Regions from separate parts of the Mus musculus genome. Here regions 1 and 3 are each linked to region 2. A link is a contact called in public HiChIP or PLAC-seq data. All regions are on one chromosome and are shown on one strand. The core of a region is the stretch at or near the end of the contact, and the rest is flanking DNA. Distances in the headings are between cores, read along the strand shown. Region 1 has its middle 7.4 kb from the start of Gm39484. Region 2 holds the start of Rptor (regulatory associated protein of MTOR, complex 1). Region 3 overlaps Rptor (regulatory associated protein of MTOR, complex 1).

The links. HiChIP or PLAC-seq counts read pairs in DNA pulled down with a chosen protein or histone mark.
Region 1: a contact with region 2 is called in an H3K4me3 HiChIP or PLAC-seq map of embryonic forebrain, with 3 times the contacts expected there. The contact joins the enhancer-like site here to the promoter of Rptor in region 2. A contact is called at or near these places in 16 of 39 promoter capture datasets (the 3T3-L1 cell line, 3T3-L1-derived adipocytes, the C10 cell line and 9 more), 7 of 15 datasets of contacts at CTCF or cohesin (the NIH/3T3 cell line, embryonic stem cells, large pre-B cells and 2 more), 103 of 484 Hi-C or Micro-C datasets (3T3-L1-derived adipocytes, the 63-12 cell line, the AML12 cell line and 58 more), 26 of 115 datasets of contacts at active chromatin or transcription factors (the 230-238 cell line, the SCID.adh cell line, astrocytes and 15 more) and 4 of 9 other capture datasets (adipose tissue, embryonic stem cells, liver and 1 more).
Region 3: a contact with region 2 is called in an HNF4G HiChIP or PLAC-seq map of pancreatic cancer cells. The contact joins the enhancer-like site here to the promoter of Rptor in region 2. A contact is called at or near these places in 4 of 39 promoter capture datasets (the 3T3-L1 cell line, the C10 cell line, hippocampal neurons and 1 more), 2 of 484 Hi-C or Micro-C datasets (bone marrow-derived macrophages and pancreatic cancer cells), 11 of 115 datasets of contacts at active chromatin or transcription factors (the SCID.adh cell line, bone marrow-derived macrophages, embryonic hindbrain and 6 more) and 3 of 9 other capture datasets (adipose tissue, liver and macrophages).

The regions. Positions count from the first base shown.
Region 1 is chr11:119,513,623-119,517,916 of GRCm38.p6, forward strand. No RefSeq gene overlaps it. Among named protein-coding and RNA genes, the nearest start is that of Gm39484, 7.4 kb to the right of the region's middle. Within about 2 kb of position 1,564, at least 72 of the 459 cell types and tissues checked have an H3K27ac peak or open chromatin away from gene starts, as enhancers often do. A contact at or near this core is called in the N1E-115 cell line, brain, cerebellar granule neurons and 11 more, where this site is marked.
Region 2 is chr11:119,600,064-119,604,806 of GRCm38.p6, forward strand. It overlaps Rptor (regulatory associated protein of MTOR, complex 1), which reads left to right and starts at 2,842. Exons shown (of 34, transcript NM_028898.3): 1 at 2,842-3,908. The coding sequence starts at 3,747.
Region 3 is chr11:119,713,745-119,718,421 of GRCm38.p6, forward strand. The region is part of intron 3 of Rptor (regulatory associated protein of MTOR, complex 1); the gene reads left to right. Among named protein-coding and RNA genes, the nearest start is that of Rptor, 110 kb to the left of the region's middle. Within about 2 kb of position 1,722, at least 46 of the 459 cell types and tissues checked have an H3K27ac peak or open chromatin away from gene starts, as enhancers often do. A contact at or near this core is called in the SCID.adh cell line, adipose tissue, bone marrow-derived macrophages and 1 more, where this site is marked.

The sequences.
Region 1 (4,294 bases), core at 314-2,813, 88 kb before region 2:
CCTCTCCCTCTAGGTTAGTGGGTCACAACCTGTGTGTGGGGGTGGGGGGGCACATGACCATGTCACATGAATGGCATATTGGATATTCTGAATATGATATATTTTCATTATGATTCATAACAGTAGCAAAATTACAGTTATAAAGCAGCAATGGAGATAATTTTATGGTTGGGAGTCACCGTAATTTGAGGAACAGTGTTAAAGTGTTAAGGAGGCTGAGAATCACTGCTCTAGGTGATCCTTGGTCCCTCTGATGCTCCTCCAAAGGGAACCAGGAGGAACAGTGGACTGGAGCCATGCAGAGTCACCCTGGTTTCAGTCAGACCCTCAGATGCAAGCTAAGCAAAGCAGAAGTGGGTCCTCAGGACTTCATGCAGCTTGGTCTCTGAGGTCCTAGGAAAAAGCCATGCTACCTCCTAGACATCCTCTTCCTCCGCTGACAAGGAACAGTATGATTAAGGCTCCATTATTAACTTGCCAATCTTATTTCTGGGGCACAGCCGCTAACAGCTTAGGGGACCCACTTGGCATATAACGAGGTCTCCATGACAAATTACTTGGCTATCAATTAACTATCTGGGGAAATGTCATGCAGGATCCGTCATGCTGGCAGGGGAGAGAGAGCCAATTAACCTGGAGCAGTCAGTCCAATCCATACTCAGCCTCCAGCAGGGCTGGAAATGAGGCGAAGGAGCCTGCAGGGGCCCACAGTGGGCAGAACCTTCCCACCACCCCAGACGGACACAGGCTCCGTTCCTTCGTTCATAACATGGTCACTGGTCATGTGGCCGAAAAGGTCTCGGCTGAGGGGACCAATGGTTGGGTTAGACCATCTCTGGGAGGGATAACTGCACTGCCAGTGTCCATTGCTTAACATGTGACCGCAGGAAGCAAAGGGTCACCCACATCCTCAAGGTAAAGGGGACAAACGGCAGAGCTGTGAGATAAAGGGGTGGATGGACCCCAGAAACACAGCGCTGGCGACAGAGAAGCAGAGAACAGCCAGGATACTGCCTACGGACAGGTTACAGCACACTTGGCACATGGGACCATTGGCAGCACACTGGCAGCTACCGGCAGAATCCTGGCAACCTTCAAGGCTCTGGGATGCTCTGAGTCTTTCTGGAGTGACCCACTGCACCTCTAGCTAAATTTGACTGCCTCCCTTGCTCTGGCAGGTGCAGGCTTGGCCCTGACTCCTGAAGGCCAGGGCGGGTGTCCTGGGAGTAGGACAGAGTCATCCCGGACGAAGTGCGCGACCCCCTCAGCTGGCATTATAAGCCACAAAGATGGAGGGCTCTGGTGACTCTGGGCCATTACTGCCTGTACCTTTGGAGATCTGGCTTTGCTTTTAGAAAGGCCCTCTGGGTGCTAGGGGTGCCCACTCAGAACAGCAGCCCAGACCCTGACCCACCACACCCTTCGGCTTTGTCCGCGCCACTCAGCCAACCAGTGATTGGCAGCTGCCACTGCCCCGCCCCCAAACCTCATGCCTATTCATGACACTGACATATGGCACCTCCGTGGGGGGCTGAAGGGATCTGCTAGTTGAGAGAGTGCAGCTTGTCCCCATTCGAGCCCTGCTGAAGCAAAACAAATGCAAGATGCGAGGGGAGCAGAGGCGGCCCGGAGGCGTGTGCGCGCCTGTCGGTGAGCCTGTGTCTGCACACTCGCCCTGCAGGGACGCTGCGAGGGGGATGCAGGGTGAACCGGGGAGGATGGAAGGACTGGGCCTTCAGAGCCTCCTGGTTCTCCGCCGTGGGGTCCTGAGGAATCTGGCTGTCTGCCCATTGCCCCAGGCAGGCTTACACAATGAATTTTCCTCTCTTACACTGAGCACTGGGCTACAGACCGTGGGGCTATACCAGAGGTCTATATCAGAGGTCTGCAGCCCCAACAGAAGCAGATCTTTGGGAATGACAGTTCTAGCATCAGTCCAGAGGACTCCAGGCTCAACCCGAGTCTTGTCTTTTTATCTTTTCATTGTGTACTGGGATAGTGTCTCCCTTTGTTGCCCATGGCCGGGAACTCCTGCCTCCGCTCCCAATTACAGGTGTGTACCACCATGCTTTGGAGGTGCTGTGGCCCACAGAGGTCCTGTCTCACGTCTGGCTCCTCTTCCATTACCCTCTTCCTGAGGCTGAAGAAGTAGGTTTGGCTTTCAGACATCCTTGGCAGGGATGAGGCTAAGGGCTCTTTTTCCCAGTCTAGGCCTGGAAACCAACTTGGTATGTATATCCTAGAAATGCCATTGGATCCAGGACCTGCCTGTCCTCACTGTGCAAAAAAACGCCTCTGGCCACAGCCCCTGCCCTGATGGGACGGGCCCAGGTTGATTGGGCACTGGGCCGACTATGTTTCAGGCACCGCTGTGCATTGAGGCATCTGCTGCCACCATCTCCGGGCAGATGGCTTCCAGTGAGCTAAGTGTGTGCGGGGGAAGGGGTGCCATAGGAACCCCTTCCCGCAGGGAGCTTGGGGGCGGGAGAGGCAGGCACCCGCTAGAGCGAGCAGGGAGCAGACCACATCTGAAGGAGAGGCTGGGACCACACGAGTTCTGAGTGGGGTAAAGCCAATGAGTTTGTGGAGTCCCTGCCCATCCTCGGAAGAGAGGTGAGGTATCTCATGGAGCAGGGTTAGCCTTTCCCAGCAAACCTGGCTGGGTGGTCTTGGGTGACTTCTTTCTTTCAGGTTCCCAATGCCTGACAGAAAACCATCCTCAGACATCTGCCAGCTCCCAAACTTGAAGCTTCAGTAGGATGAGGGTGTCACCAGCACACAGACACTTGTCTGTTAGGGGGTGGTACAGTGAAGACACACTGGCACACCCTACCAGGCTCACCCAAGGCTCCCTGAGGGCTAGTCTTTGTGCTGTGTTAGTTGAGGTCACGGTGCTGGGCAGGGTTCTTTACCAACTGTCCCTAGCCACACCGGCAGCAACTGGAACCACAGGGGCGAGGGGCTGCCCAGTCTTCTGGCCAGGACACTAGCTGGGGTCAGAAATCCACTTCTCTCCCGGCTATCCCCAAAGCCATGTCTACTGCACTCAGGACTTACAGAAGAGCCAGGAACCTCAGTTCTCAAGGAAGAGGTAAACAGAATCCATCCTGGAGAGTTATGGTAAGGCAGGTCCTCCAGGGGCATTACGGAGGAACTGTGGGAAAGTTGTCAAGGAAAGAGCAGGGCGCCAGCCAGCAGCCTTGCCAGCGTGTCCATCAGGTGCCCCAGGTCCGAAGGCCTGCAGCCAGAGCTTGTGTGCTTGAGGCGGCTCTCTTCATTCCTACAACCACCTTGTAATGGTTTATGTCTGTTACCTCTAAGACTGGGCTGAGGCAAGACTGAGGAGGTCTGGGTGGCACCTGGGCCCGAGCTTCCCGATGCAAGGCGGGGGTGGGGAGCTGGTCTGCCCCATGCCATCCCTAGCATGTGGACCTGTGAAGACTCTGTGTTCTATAGAGATGCTGACTAGTACCTCAGACGTCCAGAGAGGGCAGCATGTGGGCCTCCCCTTCCTCCCCTTCCCTCTAGGCCTAAGGAGGCTGCTCCTAGCTGGCCGAATACTCTCCCGCTCATACCAAATGCCTCCTCCTGCCATGACTCAGCCCGGCTGTTACTCAGCCTCCCTTCTGCTGGCAGCTGCCTTTTGTTTTTTGGATTTGAGTTTGTTTGGGGGTTTTGTTTTGTTTCTCCCCCCTTCCCCCAAGTGTAATACTGGCACTGAGCCAAGGCAGGGTGTCTCTCACAGCTCTGGCCTCTGCCTATGCAGGATCAGGAGTGGCTCTCCGGGTCACGAAGGCTAAAGGCAGAAAATGGTCAAACCCTGGGTCTAGTCATCTGGGCACTAGGGACTTGGTCACCTCCAGAGAAAATTCAGGCCCCACCCCAGTCCCACCATTGGTTCAGCCAGATTCTACAGTTTCTGGGGTATCCATCCATCCAAAACCAGCCTTCCCAGTCCATAGCAGAATGGACAGATGAGAGATGAGGCGCTGTGACCCTAGGATCCAACATGCCCTCGATGTCGTAGTGTGAATATCCAGAGATCAGAGGCTCTCTTGGAAAAGGAAAGGCCCAAAGTTCCAGCTTTCATAGAGCAAACGGTGTGTCCTGGAGAGTTGTCATGCCCATGGCTGCCCTGGGGAGCTAATGAAGGCAGCCTAGCCCCAAGGTTTCTCTGTCCTTAGGAGGCACCATGCCAGGCAAGGTGGCCCTGACAGGGATGATTCTGTCCTGGGACTGGGCCCACAAACAGAATGGACAGACAAGAGATGAGGCACTTGAGCTAGAGACCCAG
Region 2 (4,743 bases), core at 1,592-4,091:
TCTCTCAGTAAATAAAACAAATTCCAAATCTGTCTTCCTACATCATCTCCCATGATTCAGGAGTCTAGAGCAGTGGGCTCCTTTGTTACCTTTTTAAAATTTATTCATTTTTTTTTTTGAGACAGGTTTTCTCTGGCTATCCTGGACTCACTTTGAAAACGAGGCTGTCCTTGAACTCACAGAGATCTGCCTACCTCTATCTCCCAAGTGATGGAATTAAAGGCATGCACCACCATGCCTGCCTCTTCTTCCTTATTTTTGTATGTAAACTCACATGTGCTACGTGTGTGGGTAGGCCAGAGGTCAACCTCAGGTGTTGTTCCTAAAGATGTGCCCAACCTTTTAAATGATTTATTTTATGTGTGCATCTGTGTGTGTTACATACATGTGAATACACATGTGTGTAGATACCCACAGTGGCCAGTAGAGGGTGTCAGATGCCCTGGAGGTGGAGTTACATATGTTTGTCTGATGAGCTAGGGGTCCAGTCACATTTTGTTCATTTTTATATAGGGTCACTCACAGGCTTGAAACTTGTAATTTGGATAGGCATGCCTGTTTGTGTATGTGTGTATAAATGTTTACATGTATGAATACAAGTGTCATAGCACATATGTGGAAGTCAGAGGACAACCTTGGCATTGGTCCTTGCCTTCCAGCTTGGTTCCAGGGTCTCTTGTTATTCCAGGGTCTCTTGTTATTCTTGTTCCAGGGTCTTTTTATACTAGGTTCACTGGCCTTCCAGTTTCTGGGAGCTCTCTGCAGCCTAAGGTTGGAGGGATCACCATGTGTGTATGGCACCAGTGGGCATCAGGACTACAAAGTAAAGTGTCAAGGGATACTTTGGGACAAGGTGGAAGCAGGAGGTGCTATGATTTCTTCTATAGATTCTAGAAATTCTAAAGCCCCTGCTGGTAGTGGTGGGGAGGGGCTGGTGGTAATGGGGACACTCGATTTTGGTGCACTGCTCTGAGACTAGGAGGATAATGGGCTCTGTGTGATACTGTAACCTCAGGAATTCTTGGGGGGTGATAACTAAACAGCAGGAAACACTTCCCACATGCTTGTGAGAGGGATCTGAGATTGCAGCCTGGACTCTCAGATGCTAGCAGGGTTGTGTTAGGGACTGTCACATTGTGTCCAACCCTGGATCTACTCTGAGGAACACATCTGCAGATTAACCCAGGCTTTAGTGGTAAGGCCTACAGTTAGTAGACTACATTGGAGTTGTGGGACCTGTTAGCATTCTGTCTAAATTCCACCCCACACTTACCTGGCAACAATCAGGTAGGCCTGACCCACTATAAAAGGGGCTGTTTATCCCTTTCATCCCTCTCTTACTCTTGCTTTTGATCTCTTGCTTCTCTCCTGCTCTTGCTCTCTCCTACCCCTCTCCCTTCCCTTCCCTCTCTCTCCATGTGCTCAAGGCCATGGCTCACCTCTACTTCTCTACTCTATCCTTCTCTCTCCCTTTCTCTGCCTCTACTACCCTCTTAACTCCCCTCCCCATGCCCTGAATAAACTCTACTCTATACATGTGGCTGGTCTCTCAGGGGGAAGGAATGCCTCAGCATGGGTCTACGGAGGAACCCCCTTTCCCCATTCCTCCCCCTCCCCCCATAGAACATATTTTTTCTGTCTTTATCTTTTTATAAACATACCAGGATCAGTCAGAGCTCACTCTCAGTGGTGGCTTGCAATGCCTTCACATCTTGTTTGTTTGTTTTTCAAGGCAGGATTTCTCTCTGTAGCTCTGGTTGTTCTGGAACTACTAGCTCTGTAGACCAGGCTGACCTCCAACTAACAGAGATCCTCCTGCCTCTGCCTCCAGAGTGCTGGGATTAAATACCAGGCCCAGCTTTCAACCCTTCTCTTAAAGTGGATTTTTTTTTTTTTTTAAAGAAAGGGTCTTATTTTGTAGCTTAGGCTGGCCTGGGCATCTTTACAAGCTAAATTTTTATCCTTTTAGTAATATTCTTTAATATTATCCAAACTTTATGGTTCAGGAACCTAAGACTGAGAAAATGCAGCTTGAAATTAGTAACATTGACTAACAGAGGCTCCCCTAACACCAAAGCTGAAGGTGGGCTCAGTTGTTGACTGAACTCTAGCTAAAGGTTAAGAGTGTTTCACTAACCGGGGCGGTGGTGGCCAGCCTGGTCTACAAAGTGAGTTCCAGGACAGTCAGGGCTATACAGAGAAACCCTGACTTGAAAAACCAAAAAAAAAAAAAAAAAAAAAAAAAACAAAAAAAAACCAAAAAACAAAAAAACAAAAAACCAAAAACCAAAAAAAACCAAAAAGTGTCTCACTCGCACCCTGGTTACGAAAGGCTGGCACCTCGTTACATTTACTTTATATTTCCATTGCACCAAAGCAGTTCTCAGAGTGTGTCAATATCTGAGATTTACTGAACTGAACCAGAGAAGTCAACAGCAGGGAGGCTTGCTTCTGTGGGCAGCTTTAGACGTTTGCACATGAAACTGTAGCAAAATAAGAATATACTGTTCAGGAAATAAAGTATATCAGACAAAAAATTCGTAATCGATGAAATCGGTCTCTTTTAAAAGTGGAAATATCAAAAGAAAGTCCCGATAGTCTTATGTGTCTAATATCAATGGTCTTTTCTGAGGCTTTTTAAAAATACCACCTTTTAAAATCATGACGAAACCAAGTGGTTTCTTTCTTTAATATCAAGGCACGAAGCTTTGTTTGTAGTAGCAAAAAGCTTTTAAAAATAACTGAACGGACATAGTTTCAATCGCAAATGGTCTATTTTACTAGTGGAGATCAACTAAGGAGAAAAGACGTGGTAACCTCGGTAACGGCGTGGGGGAAGGGAGGACGGAACACCGAGCTCTACGCCCTAGCAGGGGTAGAGCGGTGAGAACGCTCGAAGAGGTTTGGCTTATTGGACGCGCCGTAGATAGCGGTGCATGCTGGGCCTTGGCAATATGGCGTCCTCCTTGATGTGCTGATGAGAGGAGTTTTCACTGTGGCTCCAGAGCAGAGGGCAAAACTCCCCTGACCTAATAAGCCCAGTGTCCCTGTGCTGTCCGCGGGCCCGTGTCGCGTGTGTATCGGGACTCGTTCCTGGGTAGGAGAGAGCCACGAAGCAGAAGGCCAGCACGGGCCTGGCCGCGCGGCCCGGTGGCTGAGGAGCCCGGCTGCGGACGGGCACGATGGGCCGGTCCTGGCTCAGGTTGCAGCCCCTCAGGCGAGTGCGGGACCCGCAGGGCTGAGAGCCGCTGGGCGAGCCCCGAAGCCCCCCGATCCCGATCCCTTGAGGCCTCAGCCGGGCCAGCACAGTCGGAGAAGCCGCCCTGCGAGCGGGCCGGCCTGCCCGCCGGGAGCCACTGAGGCGTTGGAGGCCGAGAGCCGGGTCATCGCCGGGCCTGAAGTCTCTCCCGCCTCCGCCAGTCCCGCTTGCCGCCCTCCTGACGGCCTGCAGAGCTGCGGGGGCCGGCGACCGGGCGCGCGTGTCGCCGCTCGTCCGGGTCCTGCGGGCTTGGGTACCCACGGGCTCGCCACCCACCCCGCCCCCTCCAACTTCGCGCTCAGAGTTCGAGATAAAGATCTCCGAGGTTTAGCCTCAATAAGGATCTTCGAACGCTCTGCCGCCGTCTCTATTCCCAGCTTCCCGTTTTCCCGTATTTTATTTTACCAGTTCTGGTCCACACTAGTTTTTAAGGCTGGAGGTTCTCGAGCGCCTGCTGCCAAGGACTCCCCCTCCCCCTCCTCCCCTGATGGAGTCGGAGATGCTGCAGTCGCCTCTTATGGGACTCGGGGAGGAAGATGAGGCGGACCTTACAGATTGGAACTTGCCTTTGGCTTTTATGAAGAAAAGACATTGTGAGAAAATCGAAGGCTCCAAATCTTTAGCGCAGAGCTGGAGAATGAAGGATCGGGTGAGTGGCTTCTCATGGCACCTTTTTGAGTTCGTAGTTTTCCAACTAAGAAAGTTCTGAGCAAGGACAGCCTTTTTAGAAGGATGCGGGTATTTCGAAGACACATGTTGCACTAAAATCCAAAAAGCTATTCCAGACTCGGGTTTTGGCTAGTCTCTTCTCACCGAGTAGCGTTAAAAACGAGTTTTAATTCAGAGGGGGGAAAAACACCAAATTAGGAACTATAGTTTCACAGATACTTATATGCCCTTTACTACACTTAGTAGCACTTAGAGAAAAGACAACTTGGGAAATAATAGTTAACGTGCTTAGTCTATTTTTGTAGTCTGCTTTTTTTCAAATAACCAGGTTGCCTGAAGTTCAGATGTCTGATAAAGTGTGTTGGAAAACAAGATGACTTGAAATGTTTAGCCAATAACAAATTCAGGCAAAGTTATTTTAAGGTTGCAGCAGGTTTCATCCCAGTCCTTTGAACATCTTGTCTGTGAGGCTGACTCCCTGTGTATGTGACTTGTGGTCACTGTAACCTGGAGATAAAATTTCCTCAGTGGAAATTAGGGAGCATGGGGTATGATGGATTGGAACCTGGGTTCAGTTTTTTGGCCGTTCTTCTGATCGTGGAGTGTCATGAGATGTTGGTAGCAAAGAAAACAGCCAGCTGTAGTGCTGTTAGTTCCTGGTCTAACAAAAGGGGAGTACTGTGTCTTGTCTGTGCACACCCATATTGTGTGTATGTGTGTTTACTGTCTCTTGTCTGTGTATACCCATAGTGTGTGTATGTGTGTTTAGTTGTTTTCTCCTCCTGGGCTTCTTTCATTTGTGTGAACTTTTCAGT
Region 3 (4,677 bases), core at 472-2,971, 110 kb after region 2:
CATACAGGAAGACATCCATTACTGGGTACTGCTGAGGGCTGGAGAGCCACCAATGAGATAGTAGCTTGTCTGATGGCTATGTCTGACTGGAGTGAACTGGGTGCTTTGGTACAGATGTGGGATGTGTTTCTTAACATGTTCTTGTCCATGGCTTGGATCAGAAGTTAGCTGTCAGGGCAGTGCATCATCTGCAGGGAACCCCTAAAACAACTCTCAACAATAAGGAAAAGTGGAGGCTCTGAGCCCATGGTTTCAACCTTCCAAGTACAAAGGCTAGTGCCACTACACTGGGAGGTTTATTTATATAAAAAACAAAATTCAAAAAACAAACAAACAAACAAACAAAACTGGCAAAGACAGGCTCCATTCTCACAGTCCTGGTTGAAGAGGGCAGTGGTGCTGGAAGTCCTAGAGAGATAGAGGACATGTTGCCACTGCTTCACAGGGTTTCCGAGCCCAGCTAGGAGTTTGTCAAGAGGAGACTCTTTCTGCATGCAGCCCTTTTCCTCTTCTTGTCATGGCTGTGGCTCTCCTTGAAGCATATTACTGCAACCCAAGTTTGTGATGGGCCCACACAGCTGCCTTTGTGATGGGAGCAACACCATCCTCCAGCTCGGCAGCCTAGCCTTCTTACACTGTGGTGGCCTATAGTGGCCTCTACTGTCCCTGTGTGAGAGAGAGTCAGATCAGTGAAGAACATGGCAGGGACTGCAGAGTCCCTTCTCAGGAGCCCTTCCTGGACCTCACTAGCCTAGGAAGCTGTGTGCTGTCACCCAGGCAGATGTTGGCTGGAGGCTATCACTGGAAAGGAATGGAGTCCAGAGCACCAGGCTTCCCTTGCACCAAGTTATTCATTGTTATGTTCTCCTTCTCTGCTGCAGGCTCCAAAACCCACGTGGCCTATTTTATTACATTGTGAGATTTAGCTTTTTAGGAGGAATGCCTAGTGTGATGGGTGGTGTTTTGGGGAGTTTTGTTGTTTTGAATGCCCAATGAAAACACCCATAAATCCCCCAAACTCCTTGATGTCTCACCTGCTGCTGTGCCTTTCACTCCACAGAGCCATTATCCAGGCATCCTCATTTTGAAACAAAACCTTACGTGGTGTGGTGACATTTAATTTAGTGTTTCTCATTTCAAAGCCCTTAAAAATATTAATTAATTCCTGTCAACCCCCAGGAGGCACATTATTAATATCCGAAGTGCCTTTCATGCTGGTCCATTAATGTGTCCTCCCAGTGTGATAGGTAAGAAATGAGGTTGAATCTACTTTTTTTAAATTTAAATTTTTTTTTCAATCACACAAGATAAGACCTTGCTAGAGCTAAGGTCAGAAATAATGAATCCCTAATTTTATTAAGATCTTGGCATGACTCCAACTCTGTGCCTTTGGGTGTGCTCTGGAAGAACCACACTCCTGTGAGGTGTAGTATCTGCAGGCAGTAGATGAGTTTTCAATGGAGCCTTACAAATGCAGTTCGATAACTATGCAGAGGTGCAGAGTTCACGAAGCCACTGCCACAGAAAGGAATTAGTGGGAGTAGAGAGCAGGGAGCTCCGGGTGTTTCCATCAGAGACTAGCAGTGATGGCAGATGTCCATGCAGACCTCCTCAGAATAGATGGCTGTGGCTCCTGGAGGGTAGGCCTGCCCTCAGTCTGAGTGATCTCTTCTTTATTTGATGTGGCCTCTTGTTGTCATCTCCCCTCCCCCCCATTCTTTTGTTCCTTCCATTTTTGAGACAGTGTCTCTCTGCGTAATCCTAGCTGTCCTGGAGCTCACTCTGTAGACCTGGGTGACCTCAGACTCTCAGAGATCCCCGGCCTCTGCAGCCTCTACCACCAGGAGGCACAGGATAGGCACTGAATCGTGTTCCAGCTGAGCTGCTGGCCCTGCCCTCCTCACTGCTCTGAGAGCTGAAGTCCTGCAGCTGCAGTTCCTGAATTTGAAGTTAATTTAGATGGGAGAGGTCACTGTGCAGGAACAGAGACACACCCACCCTTGTAGCAGACTCTGGACAGGGTCAGAATCTGGTTTGATCCGTGAGAGATGTGAATTGGAGCTGTGACCGTGAGGCTTGGGCCTGCTCTGGCTCCTTTGTGAGACCGAGGAGGTTGAGAACATGCACTGTTTAGGAGTGTTCCAAGAACAGGGTCATGAGCAGTGATGGTGTTTGGGCCTTTTGGAAATAAATAGGGAGTGTGCAATACACTGACTCATAGGGAGTGTGCACACGTACTTTCTCATAGGGAGTGTGCAATACACTGACTCATAGGGAGTGTGCACATGCACTTTCTCATAGGGAGTGTGCAATACACTGACTCATAGGGAGTGTGCACACGCACTTTCTCATAGGGAGTGTGCAATATACACTGACTCATAGGGAGTGTACACACATACTGACTTATAGGGAATATGCATATGCACTAAGGTTAATTGACTTTTCTCATGTTGCCCAGTAAGATTCTGAGGGAGGAAAAGGCTGCTAATCAGTAAGGTCAGTGCTGGAGGGAAGCCGTGGTCCCCACTGCTGTCACCTAATGAGCATAGTCTGCCTTCTCTGGAGACTTCCCTTCCCTTTCCGCCTTAGTCATCTCAGGTCTCTGGTAGGGAAGCACTCTAAGAGCCTTCAGGTACAGGTAGCATTTCTTCCTGGCAGTCACTTCTCTCAGTCCACACTCTACCTTAAGTGTTTAGCCTCCAAGGACAGCTGAGTCTTTGTTTGCATTAAGTGAAGAAGGCAGCTTTGCTATGGAGACCTGGCCACCTCTAGGGCTTGCAAACCATGAAGATAACTTGAATTTGGTTTATGATTTCCTTGTTATTTCTCTTGGTAGTAAATAGAAACATTTTCTGCTTTCCTTGTGTGTTCACAAAGAGAATAAATAGCCAATTTTGAGCCCCTTTTGGCTCCTCTTTGTCAGGTCCCAAAGAAACCTAGGACAGATAGCTATTTGTGGTGCCTATTAGCACACCAAAGCACACTCTGGCCACCAGGCTCACTTGGTTCTGTGACTCCTCTTAGTTCTTCCAACTGCACTGCCTGCTCCTCATCCCCAGCCTCACCCAGTGCCTCGCTGCGCTTCCCCATCTCTCCTCCATTTCAGCCGTGTGCTCCCTGGGGTCTTCTCTCTCTCCCCGTTATCTAGGGCCTCTGCTCCTCTTTATACCCACTTGCCCTCTCCCCCACTTTTCTGGCCTGGTTCAGTGGGACCCTTCCAGGTGCCTCTGGATGTACTCTCTCTCACATATCCGATAAAACCTTCCCCATGACCATTACCTTAGGGTGGTCAAAAGGATGTCATAACCGCTCCTAGGTATGGTGTTAATTCCAAAGATGGGAGGAGAAAGACCACCAACATACACCACCATGGCCAAATTAATTAAAGCAAGCTCTTTTATTTGTGTACATGACCAAGGTGGGGTTTTAGAAGTTACCTTTGAATGTGTGGAAGACTAGGTTTTTATAGCTCAGGGGTAGGGCGTTTCCAAATGGATTTAGTGGCCAAAAATAGGAGGGGTTATAAGAACAGAGCCATAAGCATAACAAGTTAGTCATGAGGACCTCCTGGAAGAAAGACATGACTGCAAGGTGGTTGTAACAAGAGGTAGTCTAACAAGACAGCAATAACAAACCTTTGAAATAAAGGTCAGGTTGCAAGATGGTTATTAACTTTTTGAAACAAAGACATGATTAACATTCCTGGAACAGACTGTACAGAGCCATTTGTAGGTAAGGTTACAGGTGGAACATAGCTCAGTCCTTAAGGTTTAATCATACAGGAATGGGTATAGTTTCTCTCTACTATGAGATAGGTTTTAAGCCTAAGATGGAGGCAGGCTGGTTCTTCAATGGCTGAGGAGGAGAAAGGTTTTTTTGTAGATATGAGGGAGAATATTGCCAGAGTTTATCTGGAAGAGCCCAGAGCAGGGAGGGAAAGTAGTAGACTGAATCAGGCCATGAAAGGAGAGAGAGAATGGAAGAGTGAGAGAGAAAAGAGGAGAGAAGGCCAGAGAGGAGCCCAGGACCAAGAGAACAGTTTGTGTTCTTTCTTTGGGACCTAACACTCTTCGTAACATGTTTTGAGGCTTGCCTTTCCATATCCACATTCTCTGCTTTTGTCATCTAAGAGCCTTCTTGGAAGTAGGAAATATCCATCTTGACTCTTGAGTGTATCCCCCCAACCCAAGCCCCAGTCTTGCAACCTCTGATGGAGTCTGGGATGGCCTTGTCCCTCTGACTCTGTTCAGGCTGTAGATCTGAGGTGAAGTGTTCCGTACCTCTTGCTCCTGTCTACTCAGCTGTGATGCACACTTGAATGCAGTCCTATGTAGATGGAGAGGGCTTTACTTTAATTACAGACGGCCAGGAGAAGGGTCTGCTAAAATGGGGTGTGGTGTGGTGCTTTATCTGGCCAAAATAGCAACAGTGACTCAGGAAACTCCAAGTTTGAGCTCATTTGGGTCTTAGCACAGAGTCCCTTGCCCAGTGCTCCATGTTTGTGTAGCAAGTGAGTCACACCTGTGAGGAGAGGTGACCTTGTATTGGTGAGGCAGTCTCCCAGGGCTGCCGTTTGAAGTGGTCTAACAGGTCACTTCACACTTCCTCTGGAGTTCAGAATACATTCACTTTCTTGTCTGGGTGTGATTTTGGAGGGCATGTAGCCAGCACCATTAA